Regions from separate parts of the Macaca mulatta genome. Here region 1 is linked to region 2. The links are chromatin contacts, called in public Hi-C maps. All regions are on one chromosome and are shown on one strand. The core of a region is the stretch at or near the end of the contact, and the rest is flanking DNA. Distances in the headings are between cores, read along the strand shown.

The links. Hi-C and Micro-C count contacts between places; a contact is called where the count stands out from the background.
Region 1: a Hi-C map of fetal cortex germinal zone shows a contact between it and region 2, with 3 times the contacts expected there. The contact joins the promoter of FAM210B here to the promoter of PFDN4 in region 2. A contact is called at or near these places in 2 of 14 Hi-C or Micro-C datasets (fetal cortex germinal zone and fetal cortical plate).

The regions. Positions count from the first base shown.
Region 1 is chr10:109,126,348-109,131,857 of T2T-MMU8v2.0, reverse strand. FAM210B (family with sequence similarity 210 member B) reads right to left here and starts at 3,460. Exons shown (of 3, transcript XM_001090987.5): 1 at 3,255-3,460. The coding sequence starts at 3,440.
Region 2 is chr10:107,033,398-107,039,192 of T2T-MMU8v2.0, reverse strand. PFDN4 (prefoldin subunit 4) reads right to left here and starts at 2,847. Exons shown (of 4, transcript NM_001266117.2): 1 at 2,714-2,847. The coding sequence starts at 2,737.

The sequences.
Region 1 (5,510 bases), core at 2,211-4,710, 2.1 Mb before region 2:
CACATCTTCTGTCTGGACTCAACGTGCATGCGCATGTGTGTGAGTGTGTGTGTGCGAGTGTGTGTGTGTGAGTGTGTGTGTGCGAGTGTGTGTGTGAGATGCCCCTTCTGCCTCCTCAACATTTTTTAAAGTACAAAAACCTGTAATAGAGAAGGGGTAGGAAAGTTTAAAGAATGAGCCAAGGACCTTGCCAAGTCGATCACAGTGTTTGGAGTGTCACCTGTTTTCTTTCACTTGATAAATCATATTAATAATAAACACCATATTGTGTATATTTTGTACTAGGCACTGTTCTGAGTACTTTGAAACTATTGGCTGGGCGCGGTGGGTCATGCTTGTAATCCTAACACTTTGGGAAGCTGAGGTGTAGGAGGACTGCTTGAGGCCAGGAGTTCAAGACCAACCTGGCCAACGTATCTTTTATTTTATTATTTTATATTTTTGAGACAGATTCTTGCTCTGTTGCCCAGGCTGGAGTGGAGTGATACGACCTTGGCTTACTGCAACCTCAGGCTCCCAGGTTCAAGCGATTCTCCTGCCTCAGCCTCCCCAGTAGCTGGGACTACAGGCACGTGCCACCATGCCTGGCTAATATTTGTATTTTTAGTAGAGATGGGGTTTCACTATGTTAGCCAGGCTGATCTCAAGCTCCTGAACCCAGGTGATCCACCCGCCTTGGCCTCCCAAAGTGCTGGGATTACAGGAGTGAGCCACCGTGCCCGCCTTGTCTCTAATTTTAAAAAAAGGAAATATTAATGCATATAATCCTCACAACAACCTTTACTACTGTCAATTCCACTTAACAGAAGAGGATCTGAGAAGCCCAGAGAGGTTGAGTAATTTACCAAGGATCACACAGGGATTACCGTCAGAGCTGGGATCCAAACTCACTGAGTCTGGGTCCAAGGCCTTTGCTCTGAACAACCATGCTATGTTACTTCTTGTGGATTCATGAGTGTCCCCTCTGTGCCTGGCACTGTTCTAAGTGTAGGGGACAGAGCAATGGGAAAAACTGACAAAACCCCATCCTCAATGAGCTTATGGTCTTATGGGAGGGCAGGGACAATAAACAGAAAAGTAAAATACCAGGGCTGCTACTTGTGACAAGCGCCATAGAGAAACACCAGTCACGGGGGAGACAGGGAGTAGGAGGAACGTTGCAAGTTTAAATAAGGCCATCAGGGAAGGTGTCCCTGAAAAGGTGGCACTGGAACCAGAACTGATGGAGACAAAAGGACACTGGGGCTCTGGGAGAGGAAGTCGTCTGCCTGAGTTCCGCCTACCTCCCTGGAAGGGGTAAGTGGCACAGGCAGCCGGGGCTGCTAGGCGGTTTACAGGACATGGAATCACGTTAAGACAAAAAGGCGGGTCTCTTCTGTGGCTTTCCCTACCCCTCTTACACAGACCCCCTGCCAAGGCAGAGGTGGGTGGGCCTCTTTGGCTCTTAATTACACACCTGGCAAATCTGGAGCTCCCAGCTGGGCAGCACACGCCTACCTCCCAACGAGGGTGGCCAGAACAGCCCACAGGGGAGGTGCTGGGCTCTGGCCAAGCTCAGACCCTCCCTGCACGGCTCCCAGGCCCTGCTGGGGACGCATTTTCTGAGGCAGATGAGTTATCTTTTGTCCTAATCTCCTTTGAGTTCTGATCCCACTCAGATTCTGCGGATTTTACCATGCTGCTGAAGCAACGAGGACAGCTCACGGGGGCCTTGTGACCGTATATATTTACTGCAATGATAACCATTTCTAACCTTAATTTGGGACACACCAGATGCTAGGTATGAACATATCTCATTTTACATTTACATTCTATGAAGTCTGAATTATTAACATCCCATTTTACATATGAGGATACTGAGACAGAGAGAAGGGAATTTGATCAAGGTCACACAAGTGAGTAGAGAGGAATCCAGGGAGTCTGCGGCCAACTCTTCGCCACTGTATACACACAAGCCGCTCCAGTGCCAGGGCCCGAGCTGGGGACAAGGTCAATGTGGCTGACAGACAAGCAGGACAAGAGGCCATTCCAGATGAGTGCAGAGAAGACCCACAGCCATGGGGTGGAAGGAGGCCCAGTGGAGGCATCGGAGGCCTCACAGGTGGTTAGAGAGGGCTTCCTGGAGGCAGGAACAGCTGGGCTGGGCCCTGAACAATCACCAGGAGGTGGCACGGTGTGTGCAGAAGGTGCCCCTCTGGAGAGGATCCCCAAGACCTGTGTGCCACCTGTCGGACTGGAGAAGGCAAGGAAGGAAGCCGATGTGGGCAGGAGGCCTGGTGAAAGCCTGGGTCCAATCCCCATCCGCTCCTCACTGAAAAGGTAGGGAATGCTCAGGAGATGCTCGCTGGGCCGGCGGCACTACGCTGAGGCCCGCACCAGCTCATGGAGTTGTCTTCCAAACTCTTGCTGGGAAGGCGCTATTTTTGGCCCTCTAAAAGGTCAGAAAACAAGCTCAAAAGCCTTCAGGGCTCGGTCTGAGGTCACCCGGTGGTCAATGGAGGGCCCTGTCTGCACCCAGGCAAACAAAGAGGCTCCAGACTGCGAGGCCGGACGCGCTCCGGGCTAGACGCCGGCTCCGCGCGTATGGGTTTGCCATTCCTGGACCGCCAGACTTCATTATTTACTACTATTTTTACTGAAAAAGACCCACTTGGAAGAAAGTGATAGATTTCTTGAAAGGAAAGCTGCTATGACTGCTCTGAATGAAAATCAGTTTTCACTTAGCACCCATGGAAGGTGACAGAAATGAAACATAACAAACAGCACTGTGGGTTCCTTGGCCGCGGCTTCCCTGGGGACGCCTGCTCTTCCAGTTAGATCAAAAGGGAGGAGCTGCGAGCGTCGGGAGGTGTTCAAAACACAGCGAGACGCAGCCAGACCCAGCCAGAAGGCCTGGACAACAACCCCGCGGGCAACGTGAGGAAGTTCAGACCAAGTCCAGGCCCATCTGCAACTCCGTCGGCTGCGCCCCAGCCTGGCTGAGGCTCTGCAGACCCGGGGCTCGGCCGAAGACTGAGCGACCTTGCGTAGAGCGCCATACCTTCCCGAGCCTCAGTTTCTCTGGCTGTCAACTAGGAGGAATGCTTCCTTGGCTTGTAGGGATTTGGGGTTTCGGGGACCCTGGAAGGGCTCGGTCTCGGGCAGCTACAAGTGCAAAGGCGTCCTTGGCGGAGGCGGCCGGCCCCGGGCGCGGCCCTGCGGACGTCTGGGGACCTGGACATCCCCCGGGATCAGGGTCGGGGTGGGGTGCTTACCTGGCGGCCGCGGTAGTCCCCGCGCGCCGTGCGGAGCAGCCGGGCGTCTGGCCTGGGCGGGAGCAGGGCCAGGGCCAGGGGCGGCGGGGCGCAGGGGGCAGTGGAGCCCAGGAGCCAGGTGGCGCGAGGCCGGACCCGGGCGCCCACCCTGCCTGCCGGGCCCAGTAACGCCAGCAACCCGGCCATGGCGCGCAGCTAGGCGCGGCACCGGAGCTGCTGACTGGGGGCGGGTGGGCGGAGCTGACCCGGCGAGGGCCCTCCCCGGCCCCGCCCGCCAGGGGCGCCACGGCACGCGCGGTGGGCGGGGCTGGAGAGGCGTGTGCACATTCCCTTGGCTCACCCTCTAGCTCCCCTCCTCGGGAGAGGGAGTCCAGGGCTGGTGGGCGGGGCTGAAGGAGCGCGCCCCGCCTCCTCTCCGCTCACCAGGCCCGCCCCTTTGGGGGCGGGTGCAGGTCTTCGCAGGGTCTCGGGCTTTCTAACTGCGGAGTGTAGTTCGCGGGTTTCCTTATTCTGCGGGCACAAAGGTGGGCATAGGGCCGTGGCTTATGAGCTTTCCTCCCTGCAGAAATGCGTAAAACCTGAAAAAGATTATAGATATGTTTACGTGTTAGCTCCAAAGAAGAAAATAAATATGAGAATTGACATTAGTGCATGTTTAATGAAAAGTCCTGTAAATGACCCTCATAGATTGTTGGCGTGAATGTAAAGCGAAAGGTGGTGTGGCAGTTTCTTAAAAAGTTAGACATACACTAACCATATAACCCAGCAACTCCACTCCTCGGTAGCTTCTCAAGAGAAACAAGGGCTCGACACTCAAAGACTAAAATGTGAAGACACCAACGTTTGTAGAGAGCTTATAAATATTAGTCAATAATTAGGAATGTCCATAAACTGGGACACACTGTGGCACAAGCCTTCAATGGAACGCTTTGCAGCAATGAAAAGGAACGGACTACTGATACATGCATAACATAAATGAATCTCAAAGCTCTTATGCCAACTGAAAAACTCTAGGCACAAAAGTCACGCATTGGAGGATTCCACCTACACGAAGTGCCCAGAATAGGCAAAATCACAGAGACCTAAAAGATCCGTGGTGGCCTAGGGCTGGGAGTGGGAAATGAGATTGACTGCCAAGGAGCGGGAGGAACGTCTTGCGGGTGAGGGAAGGATCCTAAACCCAGATTGTGGGGATGGTGGCAGCTGTGCAACTAAAACTCGTGGGTCAGTACACTTAAAATGGATGAATTTTATGCTATGTAAATTATACTTCAATAAAGATGTTCCGGCTGGGCGGAGGGGCTCATATAATCCAAGACCGTTGGGAGGCTGAGGTGGGAGGATCACTTGAGCTCAGGAGTTCAAGACCAGCCTGAGCAACATAGCGAAACCCCGTCACTACAAAAATAAAAATAAATTAGCCAGGTGTGGTGGCACGCACCTGTAGTCCCAACTACTCGGGAGGCTGACGCAGAATTGCTTGAGCCCAGGAGGTCCAGGTTTCAGGGAGTCACGATTATGCTACTAAACTCCAGCCTGGGCGACAAAGCGAGACCCTGTCTCTCTAGAAAAAGAAAAAGAATTAGATTTTACAAAAGATGTAACATTCTGTTAGTCAACTGCAATTCAACTCAACGAAGCTCTTACACAGGCAAAGAAATGATATGAAACATATGTGCATTTAGAAATGTTTATTACATAAGATGGAGTTATAGCTGTGAAAATAACAGGGTCTGTTGGAGGGAGGTCCCAAAGTGCCCCTGGATGAGAGTGCTTCTGTTTAAGTGCCTGCAAGAAGTTGGGGAAGAGTGCTTACAGGTGCAGATTGTCTGTCAGGTTGGCCCTATCAGTCCAGCTGTGTGATTTGGAACTAGTGACTCAACCTCTCTGAGCCTTGGTCTTTTCATGTGTAAAATGAAGATGATAATAGTTTTCCCCCATGGGATTGTTGAGATAATTCTTTGACACAGTTCTTGGAAAGGGCTTTGCTCAGTGCCTGGTGCACAGAGAGGGCACACACGTTAGCTGTGATGTTGTAGAAACAGCTTGCCTGAAGCCCCTCTGTCAGCCGGTGACAGTGCCACCTCCAGATGGCATCTGATCTCAAGTTCCTCACTGTTCCCATCATTTTCTTTTTCTTTTTAGACAGAGTCTTGCTCTGTTGCCCAGGCTAAAGTGCAGTCTTGGCTCACTGCAAGCTCTGCCTCCCGGGTTCACGCCAGTCTCCTGCCTCAGCCTCCCGAGTAACTGGGACTA
Region 2 (5,795 bases), core at 1,598-4,097:
CTGGCAAGCATACATCCTGGTGGAGGAAGAGAAAAAAACAAGATGAACGAGATAATGTTCGATGGTGACAAACGTGATGATGAAAATACAATAGCTTAGGAGAAGAAAGTTTTGGGGGCCTGGGGAGTGAAGGAGGCTTCTTTAGATAAAGGTCAAAGGTAGCCTCTCTGAGGAAAGAACATTTGTATGTAGGATAATCAACAGAAATCAAAGTGCAGATCTCCTTATGGTCAAGAACTGGATCTTAGAAGGCAGAACTTTAGAGATGAGAGTACTGAATCATCTCATCTAAACATTCTCCCCAGCAAAATCATGACCAGTTGAGAGATAACGATGTGTTACAAATGTAAAGTACTCCAGATTGTACATGATTTGCTTTTCATTAAACTCAAAGGGCTCTCTCTCTCTGTCTCACTCTCACTCACTGGCATACATGTTTGTTTTCTCCCATTGAGGGCAAAGGGGAAAAGCGTACATGTAAGATAATCTATCGGGAATTGTTCATAACACTGGAAACATCTACAGGAGGACATTACATCTATCATGTGACTCTCAAAGGCTTCAAAGTTAACGAAGATCTTTTATATTTTGGCCACCACCTACCCTTCTACAAGTTCTTTTCCCATCATGGCTCAAACTTTCTTCCCCTGATTATCTGCCATCAGGCCTTCCTTGTATTAAATGTACTCAGAGTCTCTGCAGATACTCCTCTCTAGAATGCTTCATTCTCTATCCAACTCTCCCTTTCTTTCCTTACATAATCTCACAGATCTCAACTTAAATGGCACTTTCCCAGGAAAGCCTTCTCTGATCTCAAAACAGACCTCATTTTGGCCCTCATTTCGTAAGTACTTTTCCTTCACAGTTCTCACCAGAGAAACTAGTTTTCTGTGTGACTATGTGAGTAATGCCTGCCTCTGTCCTGGAACATACGTTCTTTGGGGCTATAAGAATAAGGGGAGAAGAACTTCCTCACTGGTCACCGCAGTTGTCTCCACTTAAAACTGAGACTATGCCATATTACATGCCCCCAAAAATTTACTGAATCAATGAAAGGGGGAAAACAAAAGTTGATAATTAGAAATTTTGCAATCAAAATCCAGGGTTCAAATCATTCTTCTGCCATTTCCTCTTTGACCATTTACTTCACCTCTCTGCACTTCAGTTTCCATACCTATAAAACGGAGTGAACCACAACTAGTATCTTTCAAGGAATTAAAGGCCATACCTAACACCAGAGGGCCCAATTTCACAAACTAGAGGTGAAGTGAATCTCACCAAGTTTCATACTGTTTTGAATCACCATGGCCCTGGACCCTACTCTGGGACTCAGTAAGAATTTTTGGATGGCAGAATAGTAGGGTGAGCAACACATCTTGAGTTAGCTGGGGCGTTCCCAGTTTTGGCAGTCCCTCAATTTCATATAAAACGGGGCAATGGGTCACCCTACACCAGGCACAGATGGCATAGACTATGTGGTACTGGATGGGGGTAAAGCAAAGGAAGTTCTAATGTGGTCTTAAAAGTGGAATGAATGCAAATCCCGCCAGCCAAGAGATTCTCATGGAAGACCCCCTATAGCAGTTTAAAACTCAGACTCCGGAGTCAGAATGCCTGTGTTTAAATGCTAGCTTTGCCTCCGTGCCTGTTTTCTCATTTGTTAAATAAGGATAAAAACAGTATCTCCCCTAAAGTACATAAGATAAACAATACACCCAAAAAAAAAAAAAGTACAGCTATACCTAGCACACTGTAAAGCTCCCCAAATTGTCAGTCGTTATTTCCTTCCCCCTCTCCACTTTTCTTTTTCTTCTGTCTAGCTATCTTTACACATCTGGGAAGCCACGGATTTATAAACCCGACATGGAAGTTTAGCCTGCTTAGTGGTTACATAGGTGTGCTTTGAGAAAAACCAAACCAAACCTGAGTTCGAACTCCAGCTCAGCTTCTTACTAGCTGAGTCACTTTGGGGCCCCTAACTGCTCTGTGTCTAAGTTTCTCTACCTGCAAAGTGGGGAGGAACCCATTGCACTTGCTGAGCTGCGGGGAGGATAACGGATAAAGGGCCGGCTGCTGGGCCGGCAGATCGTCCGTCTTCAATAAATACTGGTTTTAGCCTGGAGGACTCAGGGGCATAGAGCGTGGACATGGGCAGCTCCGGGTTGGACACGGGGGCTCTTGGGCCTGATAATCCGGGGATGCAGGAACCTGCTGTCCCCCTTATGAGCTGCGTAACCTGAGGCAGGTGACTTCCCATCTCTGGGCCTCAGTTTCCTCACCCGTAACCACGGTCCCAGCAGCAGCTACCCATAACCAATGAGGCTAATGCGATCATGCCGGTGCAACGCCCGAGTCAAGGCCAACCACACTCAACGAGACCTTCGACTTCCCACACCTTAGGGGCAAGGCTGGGGCTGCAGATTCCTCAGACTCCCCGGGGGCACCCTCGGCATCGCGGGAGGCGGCCCAGGGCCCTCGGAGGCTCCCGGCCCCAGCCCCGGCTCCCCGCCTCGGCTGGCCAGGTGCCTAGGAAAACGCTCAGGGCGCCAGGCGCGGGCAGGCCTTGCCGCGGGGCCGCTCTCAGGGCCTCGGCCTCGGCCTCGGGTCCCACGCCGGGCTTCGGAGCTGCGCACCCCCAGCATCCCGCGCCCCAACCCCCGCGGCCGAGATTCGGCGCCACCCGCGCATCCAGAGCCCCGAGCGCCCCACTCACCGCCTTCTTCATGGTGGCCGCCATCTTGGGACTGGACTACGGCACGCGGCGGGGAGGGCCGCAATGGCGCGCTTCGTCCTCGAGCGTTCTCTCGCTCCCGGTCGGCCCAGAACTCCCCGCAGAAATACAACACTGTCTCCACATTCCCTCCTCTTGGACTTTTGGCTAATGATTCCAAACGGCTGGGACGTAGGGAGGAAATGTGACCTGGAAAGACTTGGTACATGCCAATTAAAGGGACAGGCAACCCCCGTGGGCCGACATAAACACGGGGGTGTGGCGAACGGCTCCGGCTGCGGGCAGCAGGGTGCGCGTCCCAGGGTACGCGTCCCTCAGCGTGGCGGGGACCAGCTGGGGCAGGATCAAAGGGGAGGCTGGGGGAATTTTTCTGCATCCGTCCCACAGACTTGCATTGAGAAAGCTGACCTCCCTGTAAAAGAGCTAGGAACGAATGGCCTTGGCAAATAGGGTGTGAGACTTACGTGCCATGATAATTCAGGTGGTGTAAAGGAGGAGGCGCTCCTATCTTTTAATGTAATTTTTTTAAAAATTTAGATTCAGGGGGTAGGTGTGCAGGTTTATTACACGGATATATTGCATAGCGCTAAGGTTTGGGTTTCTAATGATCCCGTTGCCCAAGTAGTGAACATAGTACTCCCTAGGTAATTTTTCAACACCTTTCCCCTGCCTCCTTCCCCGTGTTTGGAATCCCTAGCATTTGTTGTTCCCATCTTTATGTCCATGATTACCCAGTGTTTAGCTCTCACTCGTAAGTGGGAACATGAGTGGTTGATTTTCTGTTCTTTGTTAATTCACTTGGGATAATGATGTCCAGCTGCATCCATGTTGCTGCAAAGAACATGATTTTGTTCTTTCTTATGGCTGCATAGTATTCCATGGTGTATATGGACCACGTTTTCTTTATCCTATCCACTACTGATGGGCACCTGGGTTGATTCCATGCCTTTGCTGTTGTGAATAGGCAATCCTATTGATTAATTTACAGCAATATTACTGAACAGTTACTGTATATTCTGACACTTGTATCTCCCAATTAGTAATTTTTTTTTTTTTTTTTTTTTTTTTGGCCTTAGGATCTCTTTGTACTCCTAGAAATTATTGAGGACTCCAGAGAATTTTTATGTGGGTTATTTATCGATATTTGCTGTATTAGAAATTAAAGCAGAATTTTAAAAATGTAGTTATTAATTCATTTAAAATAATATAAAACTCCATTCCATGGTAATAAAAATCACACTTTAAAAATACCTATATTTTCTAAGACAAAAACAAATTGAGAAGACTGTCATCGTTTTACATTTTCACTGATGTCTTTAATATCAGGCTTAATGGAAGGTTAGATTCTCATGTGTACTTCTGCATTCAGTCTCTCCAAATATACTGTTTAGTTGTCTAGTTGTAGGTATGAAAAACCCCAGCCTCACACAAATCATGCAGTTGGGAAAGGGAGGCCCTCATGGATGCCTGAAAAGGTCTCAGGGACTCCCGACGTTCATGGACCACAGCTTGAGAACTGCCCCTGACAAGCCACCTCCTTTCTCAAAGTCCCAATTTCCTCTTTGGTTCAATGAGGGGAATGAGACCTTACAGCACCTTGTGCTCTCCCCACCGAACCACCTAGCCCGCCACGGGCATTGCCTGTTCTCCTGACTGTTCTGGGCTCTCCAGGCCCTTAGTATTGGGACTTTCCAGTGTGTAGCTTATATGTGCTCAAAAAAAGTATTTGTTGAATAAAAATGTTTTTCCAGGGTTAAATTTTAGCACAGGGTCTGGCGCATAGGATATGCTCCATCAGTGACACCTGTTTATTCCAGAGCTCAATGTAAAAGCACTGCAAGAAACAAATGGTGGAGAGGGAGACAGAAATAAAGGGCAAAATTGTCACAAATGGTACCAAGTGCATGAAGGAGATAAATGAGGTGCTGAGGCAGAGCACAGAGGGGAGGGGTGGGGGCCGGCTCTGGAACTGGCCTCCAAGCTAAGAGAAAATGGGAGGCCTCAGCATGGGGAGAGGAGATGAAAGTGGGCCCCAGGGCTGAAGGGCTGAGAGGGAAAGAGCCTGGTGAGACATGGTAGAAAGGACTGAGCAGCATGGAGCGAGGCTGGGGTGCAAGGCAGGGGCCAGATCTGAGTGTGTTTTAGACCTTGGTAAGGCCAAACCGGGGGAGGGAGAGAGAAAGAGAGAAAGAACTCTGACTTTTTCAAACCTTTATTGAGAAATGGCTGAGTTGAAAGGTGAGGAACAATGGAGCATGAATTTTGAGGAAGTGTAATTGTATGGTGGGGACTGAAAGTAGCATAGGGGGTTTCAAAGAGAGAAGCACTTCAATCCTCAAATTCATAGATCTTAGGACCAGAAGGGACCTCAACCTTCATCTATGCTAACCTTTGCCTTTCGCTGAAATATATAATAATGATAGTTGTTATGGTTTGACTGTGTTCCCACCCAAATCTCTTCTTGGATGGTAGCTCCCATAATTTCCATGTGTTGTGGGAGGGACTTGGTGGGAGATAACTGAATCATGGGGGTGGTTTCCTCTATACTGTTCTCGTGGTAGTGAATAAGTCTTATGAGAGCTGATGGTTTTATGAGGGGTTTCCCCTTTCTCTTGTTTCATTCTCCCTGTCTGCCACCACATAAGATGTGCCTTTTGCCTTCCGCCATGATTGTGAGGCCTCCCCAGCCACGTGGAACTGTGAGTCCATTAAACCTCTTTTTCTTTATCAATTACCCAGTCTTGCGTATGTCTTTATCAGCAGTGTGAAAACGGACTAATGCAACAGTAATAGTAACATATAAAACTGACACGGTACATATTCTGTGACTTGCATGTTGTTAAATGTTTTAATCCTCCCCATACCACACAATATTGTTATCGACCATTTTACAGGAGAGGAAATAGCGTTTCAGAAGGACAAAGCTACCTGGCCAAGGCTACAGCAGCCAGGAAGTACCAGAGCCTGGGTTTGAACTCTTGGCGAACCTGGCTCCAGAGACCACTCTCCAAGCACCAGGATTTGCACATCACTACAAGTCACGTATAAAGTCAGCTGTGTCCCG